Linked DNA regions of Mus musculus: all the other regions are linked to region 3. The links are chromatin contacts, called in public Hi-C maps. All regions are on one chromosome and are shown on one strand. Each heading gives the region's core, a stretch centred on a gene start, on an enhancer-like site or on the middle of the called end of the contact. The rest is flanking DNA. Distances are from core to core; before and after follow the strand shown.

Region 1 (4,850 bases), core at 2,057-4,556, 76 kb before region 3:
AATTGAGCCTCCAGGTCCTCTACAAAAACAGCATGTGCTATTAAGCACTGAGGCATCTCTGTCTGCAGTCCATGTAACTAATATCTCAACAGCCAAGAAAGGAGAGGTAAGGAGCCAAGCGTGTAGCGCCTTTGAAGAGGTTTTAGTTGCTCCTTGGAAAGGAGTAGCCATGGTCCAATCTATGAAACATTTACAAATACTTCCACAATCTACTACGCTGTACTACTAAGGAGAGTGTTACGCTTGTTGAACAAAGTAATTTTCCCTTCTTCTCCATTTCCCTTGTTAATAGTTGGACAGAGAGAGTCAGAAGATGTGAAAGAAAAAGACCGAGCTAAAGAAATGGCAGCCAGTTCCACAGTTGTTGAAGATATCACAAAGGACGAGCAGGAGGAAACACCGGAAATAATCGAACAGATCCCTGCTTCAGAGAGCAATGTGGAAGAAATGGCGCAGGCTGCTGAGTCCCAAGCTAATGACGTCGGCTTCAAGAAGGTATTTAAATTTGTTGGTTTTAAATTCACGGTGAAGAAGGATAAAAACGAAAAGTCAGATACCGTCCAGCTACTCACTGTCAAGAAGGATGAAGGCGAAGGGGCAGAAGCCTCCGTCGGAGCAGGAGACCACCAAGAGCCCGGAGTGGAGACCGTCGGCGAATCAGCATCCAAAGAAAGTGAGCTGAAGCAATCCACAGAGAAGCAAGAAGGCACCCTGAAGCAAGCACAGAGCAGCACAGAAATTCCCCTTCAAGCCGAATCTGGTCAAGGGACCGAGGAAGAAGCAGCCAAAGATGGAGAAGAAAACCGAGAGAAAGAACCTACCAAGCCCCTAGAATCTCCGACCAGCCCTGTCAGCAATGAGACAACATCTTCCTTCAAGAAATTCTTCACTCACGGCTGGGCCGGCTGGCGCAAGAAGACCAGCTTCAAGAAACCAAAGGAAGATGATCTGGAAACTTCCGAGAAGAGAAAGGAGCAAGAGGCTGAAAAAGTAGACGAGGAAGAAGGGGAAAAGACAGAGCCAGCCCCAGCCGAGGAGCAGGAGCCTGCAGAAGGCACAGACCAGGCCAGGTTGTCAGCCGACTATGAGAAGGTGGAGTTGCCTTTGGAAGACCAGGTCGGTGACCTGGAGGCATTGTCGGAGAAGTGTGCTCCTTTGGCAACGGAAGTGTTTGATGAGAAGACGGAAGCCCACCAAGAAGTTGTTGCAGAGGTCCACGTGAGCACCGTGGAGAAGATGACGAAAGGGCAAGGAGGAGCAGAGGTGGAAGGGGATGTGGTGGTGGAAGGATCGGGAGAATCCTTGCCCCCTGAGAAACTGGCTGAGACCCAGGAGGTCCCCCAGGAAGCTGAGCCTGTGGAGGAGCTGATGAAGACCAAAGAAGTATGCGTCTCTGGGGGTGACCATACTCAGCTGACAGATCTAAGTCCTGAAGAGAAGATGCTACCCAAACACCCCGAAGGCATTGTCAGTGAGGTGGAGATGCTGTCCTCTCAGGAGAGAATCAAGGTACAGGGAAGTCCCCTGAAGAAGCTCTTCAGCAGTTCGGGCTTAAAGAAGCTCTCCGGGAAGAAGCAGAAGGGGAAGAGAGGAGGAGGCGGGGGAGATGAAGAGCCAGGAGAATACCAACACATTCAAACCGAGTCCCCAGAGAGTGCTGACGAGCAGAAGGGAGAGAGCTCTGCCTCTTCCCCTGAAGAGCCCGAGGAGATCGCGTGTCTGGAGAAGGGGCCATCGGAAGCACCCCAGGAAGCGGAAGCTGAGGAAGGAGCGACTTCCGACGGAGAGAAGAAAAGGGAAGGGATCACCCCCTGGGCATCCTTCAAAAAGATGGTGACACCCAAGAAACGGGTCCGAAGACCTTCTGAGAGCGACAAGGAAGAAGAGCTGGATAAGGTCAAGAGTGCCACCTTGTCCTCCACGGAGAGCACGGCGTCTGGAATGCAGGATGAGGTCAGAGCGGTTGGCGAGGAGCAAAGGTCAGAGGAGCCAAAGCGCAGGGTGGATACTTCAGTGTCTTGGGAGGCGTTGATTTGTGTCGGATCGTCCAAGAAGAGAGCGAGGAAGGCATCCTCTTCAGATGATGAAGGAGGGCCAAGAACACTGGGAGGGGATGGCCACAGAGCGGAGGAGGCTAGCAAAGACAAAGAAGCAGATGCTCTTCCTGCCAGCACCCAGGAACAAGACCAAGCGCACGGAAGTTCCTCACCCGAGCCAGCTGGAAGCCCTTCTGAAGGGGAGGGCGTCTCCACCTGGGAGTCATTTAAGAGATTAGTCACTCCACGAAAAAAATCCAAGTCAAAACTGGAAGAGAGAGCCGAAGACTCCGGTGCAGAGCAGTTGGCCTCCGAGATCGAACCAAGTAGAGAGGAATCTTGGGTTTCCATTAAGAAATTTATTCCTGGACGGCGGAAGAAAAGGGCAGATGGGAAGCAAGAACAGGCCGCCGTTGAAGACTCGGGGCCAGGAGAGATCAATGAGGACGACCCCGACGTCCCAGCTGTTGTGCCTCTGTCTGAGTACGATGCGGTAGAGAGAGAGAAGCTGGAAGCGCAGCGAGCTCAGGAGAACGTGGAGCTGCCCCAGCTGAAGGGGGCTGTGTATGTGTCTGAGGAGCTTAGTAAGACTCTGGTTCACACCGTGAGTGTCGCGGTCATTGATGGGACCAGGGCAGTCACCAGTGCCGAAGAGCGGTCCCCTTCGTGGATATCTGCTTCCATGACAGAACCTCTTGAGCACGCAGAGGGAGTGGCCACACCGCCTGTTGGAGAGGTCACTGAAAAAGACATCACTGCAGAAGCAACTCCTGCACTCGCCCAGACTTTACCAGGGGGCAAAGATGCCCATGACGACATAGTCACCAGTGAAGTGGATTTTACCTCAGAAGCAGTGACAGCCGCAGAAACCACAGAGGCGCTCCGCGCTGAAGAACTTACCGAAGCATCAGGGGCAGAAGAGACCACAGACATGGTGTCTGCAGTTTCCCAGCTGTCCGACTCCCCGGACACCACAGAGGAAGCCACCCCAGTTCAGGAGGTAGAGGGTGGCATGCTAGATACGGAAGAACAGGAGCGCCAGACGCAGGCCGTCCTCCAAGCCGTTGCAGACAAAGTGAAAGAGGACTCCCAGGTGCCTGCAACCCAGACTCTGCAGAGAGCAGGGCCGAAAGCACTGGAGAAGGTGGAGGAGGTAGAGGAGGACTCCGAGGTGCTGGCTACCGAGAAAGAGAAGGATGTTGTGCCGGAAGGACCCGTGCAGGAAGCTGAAACTGAGCATCTTGCACAGGGCTCCGAGACTGTACAGGCTACCCCAGAGAGCCTTGAAGTTCCTGAAGTCACAGAGGATGTAGACCGTGCCACCACATGCCAGGTTATCAAGCACCAGCAGCTGATGGAACAGGCTGTGGCCCCTGAGTCATCTGAAACCTTGACAGACAGTGAGACAAATGGAAGTACTCCCCTCGCAGATTCAGACACTCCAAACGGGACACAGCAAGACGAGACCGTTGACAGCCAGGACAGTAATGCCATTGCCGCCGTCAAGCAGTCACAGGTCACTGAAGAGGAGGCAGCTGCTGCTCAGACGGAGGGGCCTTCAACACCATCTAGTTTTCCAGCCCAGGAAGAACACAGGGAAAAACCAGGAAGGGATGTTCTAGAACCCACACAAGCGCTGGCTGCCGGGGCAGTGCCTATTCTGGCAAAGGCTGAGGTGGGTCAAGAGGGTGAGGCTGGCCAGTTTGATGGAGAAAAAGTCAAAGACGGACAGTGTGTTAAAGAACTGGAGGTGCCTGTGCACACTGGACCCAACAGTCAAAAGACTGCTGACTTGACACGTGACAGTGAAGTAATGGAAGTGGCCAGATGTCAGGAAACTGAGAGTAATGAAGAACAGAGTATTAGCCCGGAGAAAAGAGAGATGGGAACCGACGTTGAAAAGGAGGAAACAGAGACCAAGACAGAGCAAGCCAGTGAAGAACATGAGCAGGAAACAGCTGCTCCTGAGCATGAAGGAACCCACCCTAAGCCAGTCCTGACAGCTGACATGCCTCACTCAGAGAGGGGAAAGGCACTGGGCAGCCTTGAAGGAAGCCCTTCTCTCCCAGACCAAGACAAAGCAGATTGCATAGAGGTTCAAGTTCAAAGCTCAGACACACCAGTCACTCAAACAACCGAAGCTGTGAAAAAGGTCGAAGAAACTGTGGCAACTTCAGAGATGGATGAAAGTTTGGAGTGTGCAGGTGCGCAATCATTACCAGCTGAGAAGCTCTCCGAAACCGGTGGCTACGGGACTCTTCAGCATGGAGAGGACACCGTGCCCCAGGGGCCTGAGTCTCAGGCAGAGTCCATCCCAATAATAGTAACTCCTGCTCCTGAAAGCATCCTACATTCTGACCTTCAAAGAGAAGTGAGCGCATCCCAGAAACAGAGATCAGATGAAGATAACAAGCCAGATGCTGGTCCTGATGCTGCCGGCAAGGAGAGTGCAGCAAGAGAGAAAATCCTCAGGGCTGAACCTGAGATCTTGGAACTTGAGAGTAAGAGCAATAAGATTGTCCAGAGTGTCATCCAGACAGCCGTCGACCAGTTTGCACGTACAGAAACAGCCCCCGAAACCCACGCTTCTGATTTACAGAATCAGGTTCCTGTGATGCAGGCTGACAGCCAGGGAGCACAACAGATGCTGGACAAAGATGAAAGCGACCTTCAAGTCTCCCCCCAAGATGGAACACTCAGTGCCGTAGCCCAGGAAGGACTTGCGGTTTCTGATAGTTCTGAAGGCATGAGCAAGGCTTCAGAAATGATCACCACGCTTGCAGTTGAAAGTGCCAGTGTCAAAGAAAGTGTTGA
Region 2 (4,491 bases), core at 1,140-3,639, 81 kb after region 3:
ATGGGGAATTCACAGAGCTGGGTATAGCTCTATGTCTATTTTAGTTGTTCTTACTGATATTGCAAAATGCTGGACAAAGGCAACTGAGAAAGTTACTGGTACCCACATGGCAGCTCTCAACTATCTACAACTCCAGCTGTAGGGAATCCAATAGCCTCTCTGGCCTTTTCAGGAGTCAGGCATACACAGGCTTCCATGCTGGCCAAACATACACATATAAAAACAAACAAACAAACGAACAAAAACAAAAGGGAAGCTGGGATGAGTTGCCCAGGCCAGGCCGGCCTTCCTGCAAATGTCTGCCATCCTGTTTCTCCCCTTGCGAATTTACATCCCTTTTGTGACCTGAGAAAGATTTAGATATTGAGAAAAATGGCAAAATGAATCAGTAGGAAGGAGGGGCCCTTTTACAGTCAAGTCATGTGATCTCTTAGAGGAGAAACAGAGCAGCCCATCAGCACCAGATTTGGAAGAACAGTGAGACTTGCTCTGCAGCCATTAGCAAGAACCTTCTAAACGACCCCGTTCTGACTCTTTGTTCTGGGCAGGATTTGCTTCAGACAGCATTTGAGTTAAGTAGGAGGAAACTTAAAGATATTATTTTAATGTGTGTGTGTGTGTGTGTGCTCATGTGTGTGTTCACTGATGGGGAGTGCCCCTGTGCACATGCCATGGTTCTCTTCCAAAGGTCAAAGGTCAACCTGGGATGCCCGTCCTCACCTTCCACCTTGTGTGAGACAGGATCTCTTTGTTGTCCATTGCTGGCCTGTAAGCTTCTGGGACTTCTGTCTCTGCTCGTATTCACTGTATGACTGCTGGGACAGACAGATTTCTGAGTTTTATATGAGTCCCAAGGAACTCAAGTCCTCACAATTGCACGGCAAGTGCTTTGTCCACAGAGCCATCTTCCCAGCTTGGCAAAACCTCTAAGCTAGCAAAACTCAATTGCTAGCTCGCTCGCTTGCTTGCTCCTTTTTCTCTTGGTTGTTTTGTTTTGTGCCTTTTGAGATAGGGTCTTATGTAGCCCAGGCTGGCCATGAAATTGCTAGGTGGTCCATGTTGATCTTGAACTCCTGATCCTTTTGTTTCCAACTCCCAAGTGCTACTGGGCCTGGCTATCTACTTTCCTCCCTTTTCTTTTGCTCTTTCCTTCCTTCCTTCCTTCCTTCCTTCCTTCCTTCCTTCCTTCCTTCCTTCCTTCCTCCATCCCTCCCTCCCTCCCTCCCTCCCTTCCTTCCTTCTTCCTTCCTTTACTTTCTTCTATGGGAGGTCTAACCCAGGGTATTACTCATGTGCTTTTACTACTGAGCCTAGGTAAGCCATCTTATTTTTTTCATATAATATTATGTGTAAGTGTATGTGTATGAGTGTATATGAGTGTGTGAGTGTATGTGTGTGTAAGTGTGTGTGCATGTGTATGTGTGTGTGTATATATATGCGTGTATGAGTATGTGTGAGTATGTGAGTGTGCATGCATGAGTGTAAGAGTGTATGTCTCTCTGTGTGTATGAGTGAGTATATGTGTGTTCAGTGTGTGTTTATATGTGTGAGTATGTGTGAGTATATATATGTGTGTTTATGAGTGTGAATGTATGAGTATATGTGTGTATGAGTGTGTGTGCATGTGTGTGTATGTGTGTGTGTTAGTATGTGAATGTTCAGGTATATGTATGAGTGTGCATGTATGTGTGTGTGCGTGTGCACCATTTCTTGGACTGTCTCCTGTTTCCCTTTGAACTTTTGAGAGCGAGACTGAAAAGATCTGAACACAGTACACATTCTTGGTCATGCTTTCTGTGCATTTGGAATACAAAGGAAACTTCCAGCCGAGATATCTTTGTGCAGCCTCAGATGACAGACTGTTTAATACTTTTAATGCTTTGTCTTTTGGGGAAACTCTATCAGGGAACTGCCAGTCATCGCCCAGAAGTCCCTGATACCTGGGAACAGCTGAACCACTACCGGAATGTGACTGAAAATGTTCAAAGTGAGCTTGCAGCAATGCTGGTCAAATTTGAATGTGCTCAGTCCGAGGTGAGACGCTGTTCACAGTCACCACTCAGAAGTGCATCTCTGTAGCTTTTTATAGAGTGAAACAGGATGTTGAAGGTTAAAAACAGGAAATAAGAATGGGATTTCAATCCATTGACAACGTTTATACTTACTCTTTGTATGCTTAGCCCCTCCGACTCTTAGAATCTAGAGAAAGTCTGTATAACCCGGGGAGACCTGAGAACTTTGTGTTAAAGTCATACGGGCCTTGGGGGACGTCTTCCTTTCATGTGCATTGCTTGTCTCCCAGAGCTGGTAAGAAGGATTTCTGAATCCTTTTTGTGTGGGAGTTCTGATCAGGCAGGCGAATTCCAAGCTCGAGTAGTGTGGTGTAGTTTCTGAGCCCCTCTGGATTCTTTCTGCTCTCAGGGCAGAGGCTGTGAGGGGTCTAGCCTGGTCTGCGAGGTAACTAGCAGTTGGCGAACTGGAAACATGTGCAACTCTGTGAGCATGCACACTCCCAGTTCCAAAGAACCACACATGAGCGAAGATGGTCCCACAGCGGAGACCCAGCATTCTCGAATGCAAACACCCTCCAGCATTTTGATGCTACTGAAGCCACAGAAGTCCAGACCTTCCGCTTGCATAATTTCCCTTTGCCACCATATTTCCCCCAGGAATCTGAATATCATTTTTTTCTTTACCAACTATAATTATGGTCTAGAAGGCCGATGGGAGAGATACCATGATATCCTGAACATCTGGATTTGCTAGAGAAACAGTTGTGGCCATGGAATCACAATCACTGTGGCTTGGAGAGTCCCCAAGTCACTGTAAATCAGTACTAAATGCAGCAAGGCTGATAGAGTAAATTGGTTCCCATTGTAAAATATTTTATTGCTTTTTGTAATACCCACCAGAAATGTTTCCCGAGTGGCATGAAATCAACTTAAGATGCTGCTCATTTTTATTTTATTTTTTGGTCTGTGTACTCGACATTGAATTCAAATTCTCACACACATTATATACAATAATTACTCTTTTCAATTTGATAATGCAGATCCAAATCCAAGAAAGAGAAAATGAAATTGGACGAGGTCAGGAATAAAATGGAGAAATTTTAAATTACAGTATTGACTCTTTTGTAGGCCCTTCCAACAGCATACACATTGTTAAATCCCTTTGTTCTCGCCCACCCCAACCTCTCTGCACTTTAGCTTCGAGAACTCCGCTCCAAGATGCTTTCTAAAGAAGCTTGCTGTCAGGAGCTGAAGGTGGAAATGGAGAGCTATAAAGAAAGCAGTGCCAGAAAGTCAGCTCTCCTCACGTCTCTGAGGGGCAGGATGGAGGAGCTCCAGGAGGAATCAGCAGCGGTTTCAGCTTCTAAAAGCAGAGCAGAGGCCTCTGTTCACGCCATGATGAAGGAGAACCAGGAACTAATGAAGAAAGTTCTAGAACTGGATGAGAAATTACAGTAAGAAATTTGGAAACATCCCCCAGTTTGTTAGTGGCTATCCTAGCTTCAGAGCTCAGCCTACATCTTGAGTGATCTTTGAATGTTTTATATGACTTTCCCTTTAAACTCAAGCTGAAAAAACAATTATAGCCCTCAAATATCTTTGTAGTCTTACAAACTTTGCTCAAGTTCAAGTGTTATTAAGTATTTCATCAAACACAGTGTTGTCTTTTGCAAGCGTAGAACCTTGACGGTGGGTGATGACACACGCCTTTAATCCCAGCACTTGGGAGGCAGAGGCAGGTGGATTTCTGAGTTCGAGGCCAGCCTGGTCTACAGAGTGAGTTTCAGGACAGCCAGGGCTACACAGAGAAACCCTGTCTCAAAAAACCAAAACAAAACCAACCAACCAACCAAACAAACAAAAAGAACAACAACAACAACAACAACAACAAAAAAACCAAAAGCTTTTTGCAGGTTTAATTGTGAGCTTTTCCCTAAATAGACATTTAACTCTAGAGCAATAGAGAAGCCCACAGAAAGAGTGTATTTAGAGGCTAGCTAAAAAATTCAAGGAAGCAAGACTACTTTGAACAGTCCTCCTTAGGCTTTCACGGCATTTTCTACAGAGAACTCATGGAGATTGTTCTGCCTCCACCTCTTGAGTGTTAGAATGACTCTCATGCTGTTCCATGACCAGTTTTAAATATCACTACTAGTGAAGTAGTTCATATTATTTTTATTTATTCCATCTTAAAAGATGAACCAATACCCCCAGCTCCTGTCCTCTTCCATCTATAGAAAAACTTTTTGTTTGTTCGCTTGACTTTAAGACAGGCTGTCTGTCTTAGTTAGGGTTTTACTGCTGTGAAAAGGCCCCATGACCAAGACGACTCTTTTAAAGGATAGCATTTAGTTGGGTCTGGCTTACAGGTTCAGAGGTTTAGTCTGTTATCATCAAGGTGGGAGCATGGCAGTGTCCAGACAGATGTAAGGCTGGAGGAGCTCAGAGTTCTACATCTTTATCCAAAGGCAGACAGCGA
Region 3 (4,585 bases), core at 151-2,650:
TACAATAAAAGCCAATGCCCCTAAAACGCCCTTCTGAGCCTTCTGCAACACTGCAGCATTCCCTATAGAATGCCTTTGTTCCAGGCCCTCTGGGCCTTTCCACTCACCTGTCCACAAGCTCTCCTCCTAAGGACTTGACTCCCTCAGTGACTTGGTATAATACATATAACCAACACACATCCATCACATCCACTTTGGATTTTCAAGACTGGATTTCTCTGGATAACCTATAATTTCTCTCTTTGACTGGCCTGGAACTTGCTTTGTACACCAGGCTGGCCTCTGCCTCTGGAGTGACAGGATTAATACTTATAACCAACACTCATCCATTCTCTTGCTATTTTTTACTTTGTCCTCATATTTAGCACCACTTACATACCTTGTATTTTTAGCTTTTTAATTCATGCAATGACTACTCCTTACCGTGTGCAGTATGCTAGCTCTGGAAATGAGCAAATAAGGGATAATATATATTAGTTAGCGACAGTGATATCAGAAAGCAATAAAGGAGATTTTTGCCTCTCTTCAAAAGCAGGTTTCTGTGTTTGTCCCCCTATGCTCAGTGACAGTAGTGTCCTTGGGCACAGAGGCGTCAAGTAAATTTTTAAAATGAAACACAAGGGAGCTGCAGTTTTTGAGCATTATCCTTAAGCATAATATGTCCATGTGCCTAAGGATAGCACTAATTGCACTTAGTGTTTTAAGTTGGGAGTGGGACATGGGTAGGCCTAGGCGTTTGACGGCAGGGCTGGGGGTGGTGGTGGACATAACCAAAATATATTGTACATGAGATGCAGAATACCATCAATGAAAAAAGCGGCTGCATCCAGGTTAGATTCAGCGGGTAAGTGGGGCTGACCTTTGGGAGCACTTCTTCCAGTTCCTAAGTTCAAGGTGATTTCATGCACCTTGGCAGCTACTACTATGCCCTGCTTCCAACTCGGCGGGGTCGGGAGTGTTTGGCTTGAGGTGCTTCGGATTCCCGGCTAAATTCCCAGGCCCTGGCCGAAGCCCACACCTCCTCACCAGCTTCTCCGGCTGGGGAAGCGCGAAGCACTGACCTGTGCGCGGAGAGGACGACCGCGACGCCCACGCGCACGCTCCCGCCGCAGGAACCTCTGCGGAAACACACCCCGCCCCGCCCCGCTGCGGCGCAGGCGCACTGCAAGCCCCAGGCCGGCAAGCTGGGACACGTGACCGTCCGAACACGTGACCGCTCCGCGCCCCCCCCCCCCCCTTCCGCTCGGCGGGCTACCGCCTCCGGTCCTCCAGGGCTTCCGCTCGCGTAGCCGGAAGGCCCTTGCGCCCCATGTTCTGACCCTGGCCAGACCACCAAATAAAGTTTCTGAGTTCAAAAGCGCTTAAAAAAAAAAAAAAAAAAAAAAAAAGCTCCAACGCTTCCTTTCTGGAACCGCGGCCGTTGAACCCCGGGCGACGCCAGTTGAGTGGCTTGTGGTGCCGGTGTGATGGCCGAGTCCCCGGCGTTTCTTTCCGCTAAGGACGAGGGGTGCGTCTCGCTTTTTTTTTCTTGCGCTCTTGGGAGAAAAAACCCATGTTGGGTGAGGAAGCTGTGGGCGGTCGGGAGCGCCGGATCCTCAAGCTGAGAGTTCGAGTCCCACCTCGGTGGGAGAGAGCCGGCTCGCTGTGCTGGCCGGCGTCAGGACCTAGCTAGTTCCGCTGTGTACCTTCTTCCTTTCTGTCCCGAATTGAGACGCTGGGGCAGGAGTATTGCTGCGAGTTAAAGCCAGCTTGAGCTCGTAGTGAGTTCGAGCTCACTGTGGGATACATTAGGAAAAAGCTTGTCTCTAACAAGTGAGAAGGAAAGGCGCTGCGGGGGCCAACAATTAGGACTCATACCTACTGCGGTGTGTATTAATGGTATGGGTCAAACTAATAACTCTATATTTAAAAACGTCCTAATTTTGCGTGTGCGCGCACATGCCATTATTCGCGTTAGAGGTCAGAGGACAGCTCTGGAGCCGATTTTGTTCCTTCACCTCTCAGGAGTTCAACGAGAACTCGGTCGCGGGCAGCAGATTTATCATGTGCCTTTACCCACTGAGCCATCTCACTGGCCCCCAAAATAAACATCATTAGAAGTAGTTCTTGCAATTTTCATCTTTAGAGTTTTCCCCCCTATACACACTTCTCATGAAATTTGTTAGGCACAATCGATTCACCAAAACAGCTAATAGCAAAATGGAACAATTAGTGGGACGTTAGTTTACTTTAAATTTAATTAAAATTATTTAAAACTTACAGATCGTTGACTGCTGGAATTTTCCACTTGCAATGTTTTTAAACTGGTTGAGTGCCCCTGGGAAGGCAAACCTGTGGACAAAGGGGGAATTACAATATGCTACAACGCTGAGAGCAAAGTTATAAGTAAGAGCAGAAATAAGCATTGGCTAAGTAGCCAATCTTCTTGTCTGGCTGGATGGTTGGTTTTCTTTTGACACGGAGCTATTGAATTATGTAGTGAAGGATGACCTGGGACTCCCAATACTCCTGCCATTATACTCTGTGTCATTATAGAGGGAGACACCACTAGGCTCCAAATTCATATTTCAAATACTTTATTTTCAAATGATTTAATTAGTTTTTATGTGTTGGGGGAGTGTGGCACTCACCTGTGACATTACCCAGGAATGGACGTCAGAGGACGACTTGTGTAGGGAGTCCCCTTTGTCCTTCTACCATGTGGGTTCCAGGGATCGAACTCAGGAGGTTGTACTTGGTAGCAGGTGCCCTTCCCTGCTGAGGCCTGTCTCCAGCCCCTGGAATAGTTCCTAGGTGCTTAGGTGTGGCCTACCCTGCCCTGTAACTCTAGCTCTAGGGGATCCAGAGCCTCTGGCCCCAGCAGTCACCTGCACATACCCTACCCAGGGAAATGCAAATCAAAACCACTTTGAGATTTTCATTTCATCTTTCTAAGCCAGTGACCTAGGACCAGAGCCTGTTGAATTGCAAGACCTGTCCTTTTTTGAACTTAACCACATTGCTGAAGTCGTTTCTGATTTAGAAAAAGAAATTGAGTAGATGGAAAAGAAAATGATTCAGTCAAGTTCTGGGGCAGAACCCAGTACTACAGTTTGTGCAGTGGTCATGACAGTAGAGTTCCACATTGTCTCGGGTCTTCTGCCTTCTTCCCTCCCATCCTTCATCCAGCCCTCCCTCCCTCCCTCCCTCCCTCCCTCCCTCTCTTCCTCCCTCCCTCTCTCCTCCCTTCCCCCTTCCTCCCTTCCTCCCTTCCTCCCTTCCTCCCTTCCTCCCTTCCTCCCTTCCTCCCTTCCTCCCTTCCTCCCTTCCTCCCTTCCTTCCAGATGAATCTTATCTATCCCAGGATGGCCTTAAACTCCTGCTCCTCTTCCTGCTGTCCTCCTGAGCAGGGGTTCCAGCTGTGTGCCGCTGTGTTTTCTCCTCTTCTGGAGCTTCATTCGTACAAGACAAGTGAGCAGTTTAGGAGTTCAGTCTCATATCTATAAAGCAAATAAAACTGGTGTATTAAAATAGTCATATGAAAAGGAATTTGGACCCAAATGAGGTGTTCCAGAAACTAAAATTGGGCATGCCTTCTAGTGTCAAAGCTACTGAGTAATGCATGATATTGGACTCTCTCCTAGGTCCTTTGCATATCTTACGATTAAGGACAGAACACCGCAGATCTTAACCAAGGTTATTGATACATTGCATCGACATAAAAGTGAATTTTTTGAAAAACATGGAGAGGTAAGAACTATATTTCAGCTTTAATTTTGTGCTAGTTCTTCACAAGAATAACAGTATTTATAGAAGGTTTCCGCTCTCATGTAAAGACTGTTTCTGGCATAAATACTTACCTGCTTTTCTGTGTGTTGAGGTAGCCTCTGGTTGACCTGTGCACTAATAGCTTAGTCTCCCTAGACCTTAGTGGTCATAAATGATGGCCTTGACTTCTCTGAAGAGCTTTTGAGGTGTCACAGCGACCTGTCTGTCTTACAGCATCTGTGTTACTAATTGGAGCCCTTGAGTCCCCTAAGTGCAAACCTCGGGGTGAAGGGCAGTGGGGATTACAGTTGCTTGACAACACAATGTGATTAAACACAGGAAAGACTTTCTGGTTGGGGTAGAGGACGACTTTAAAATTCACCGTGCCTGTTTAATCAACAGGTGAGAAAACAACAACAAGTAAGTAATTACGTTAATGTGGATAAAGCCTTTAAAGCTATGGGACCAGTTATCTCTGGATTGTGCGGCATGCAGTTGTACCTTCTTCCCTTCCTTCTTCCCTCCCTGCCTGCCTTGCTTCCTTCCTGTCCTTTTAATTTAAGACAAGGTTTTGAGTACCTAAAGATCTTGAACACGTGGATTACAGTTGTGAGCCACCATATGCAGATTGTACACTGCTGGAGGATGATCACAAGAGTCTGCCCCTCCCCTCCTCTTCCCCCTTCCTCCTCCCCTCTCCACTCCCCTTTCCCTTCTCCTCCCCTCCCCTTTCCTTTTCACCCAGGGGTTCTGGATGGTAGACATGCACTTTACCCACTGAGCTGCATGCCAGGTCCTATATATTTCTTGAACACGTTGCAGCAAACATTTAGACTGC

What was found. A called contact is a pair of places that touch in the nucleus more often than the background predicts.
Region 1: a Hi-C map of double positive thymocytes shows a contact between it and region 3, with 5 times the contacts expected there. The contact joins the enhancer-like site here to the promoter of Armt1 in region 3. A contact is called at or near these places in 1 of 484 Hi-C or Micro-C datasets (double positive thymocytes), 1 of 115 datasets of contacts at active chromatin or transcription factors (the SCID.adh cell line) and 2 of 9 other capture datasets (adipose tissue and liver).
Region 2: a Hi-C map of CD4 T cells shows a contact between it and region 3, with 2.0 times the contacts expected there. The contact joins the enhancer-like site here to the promoter of Armt1 in region 3. A contact is called at or near these places in 1 of 39 promoter capture datasets (embryonic stem cells), 9 of 484 Hi-C or Micro-C datasets (CD4 T cells, the CH12 cell line, Th17 cells and 6 more), 2 of 115 datasets of contacts at active chromatin or transcription factors (both in embryonic stem cells) and 2 of 9 other capture datasets (adipose tissue and liver).

Annotation. Positions count from the first base shown.
Region 1 is chr10:4,352,850-4,357,699 of GRCm38.p6, forward strand. It overlaps Akap12 (A kinase (PRKA) anchor protein (gravin) 12), which reads left to right. Exons shown (of 4, transcript NM_031185.3): 3 at 293-4,850. Among named protein-coding and RNA genes, the nearest start is that of Zbtb2, 33 kb to the right of the region's middle. Within about 2 kb of position 3,307, at least 52 of the 459 cell types and tissues checked have an H3K27ac peak or open chromatin away from gene starts, as enhancers often do. A contact at or near this core is called in the SCID.adh cell line and double positive thymocytes, where this site is marked.
Region 2 is chr10:4,510,847-4,515,337 of GRCm38.p6, forward strand. It overlaps Ccdc170 (coiled-coil domain containing 170), which reads left to right. Exons shown (of 11, transcript NM_001370992.1): 2 at 1,906-2,034; 3 at 3,210-3,466. Among named protein-coding and RNA genes, the nearest start is that of Gm22739, 29 kb to the left of the region's middle. Within about 2 kb of position 2,390, at least 6 of the 459 cell types and tissues checked have an H3K27ac peak or open chromatin away from gene starts, as enhancers often do.
Region 3 is chr10:4,431,205-4,435,789 of GRCm38.p6, forward strand. Armt1 (acidic residue methyltransferase 1) reads left to right here and starts at 1,401. Exons shown (of 5, transcript NM_024261.2): 1 at 1,401-1,507; 2 at 3,624-3,729. The coding sequence starts at 1,467. Rmnd1 (required for meiotic nuclear division 1 homolog) reads right to left here and starts at 1,184. Exons shown (of 13, transcript NM_025343.6): 1 at 1,062-1,184.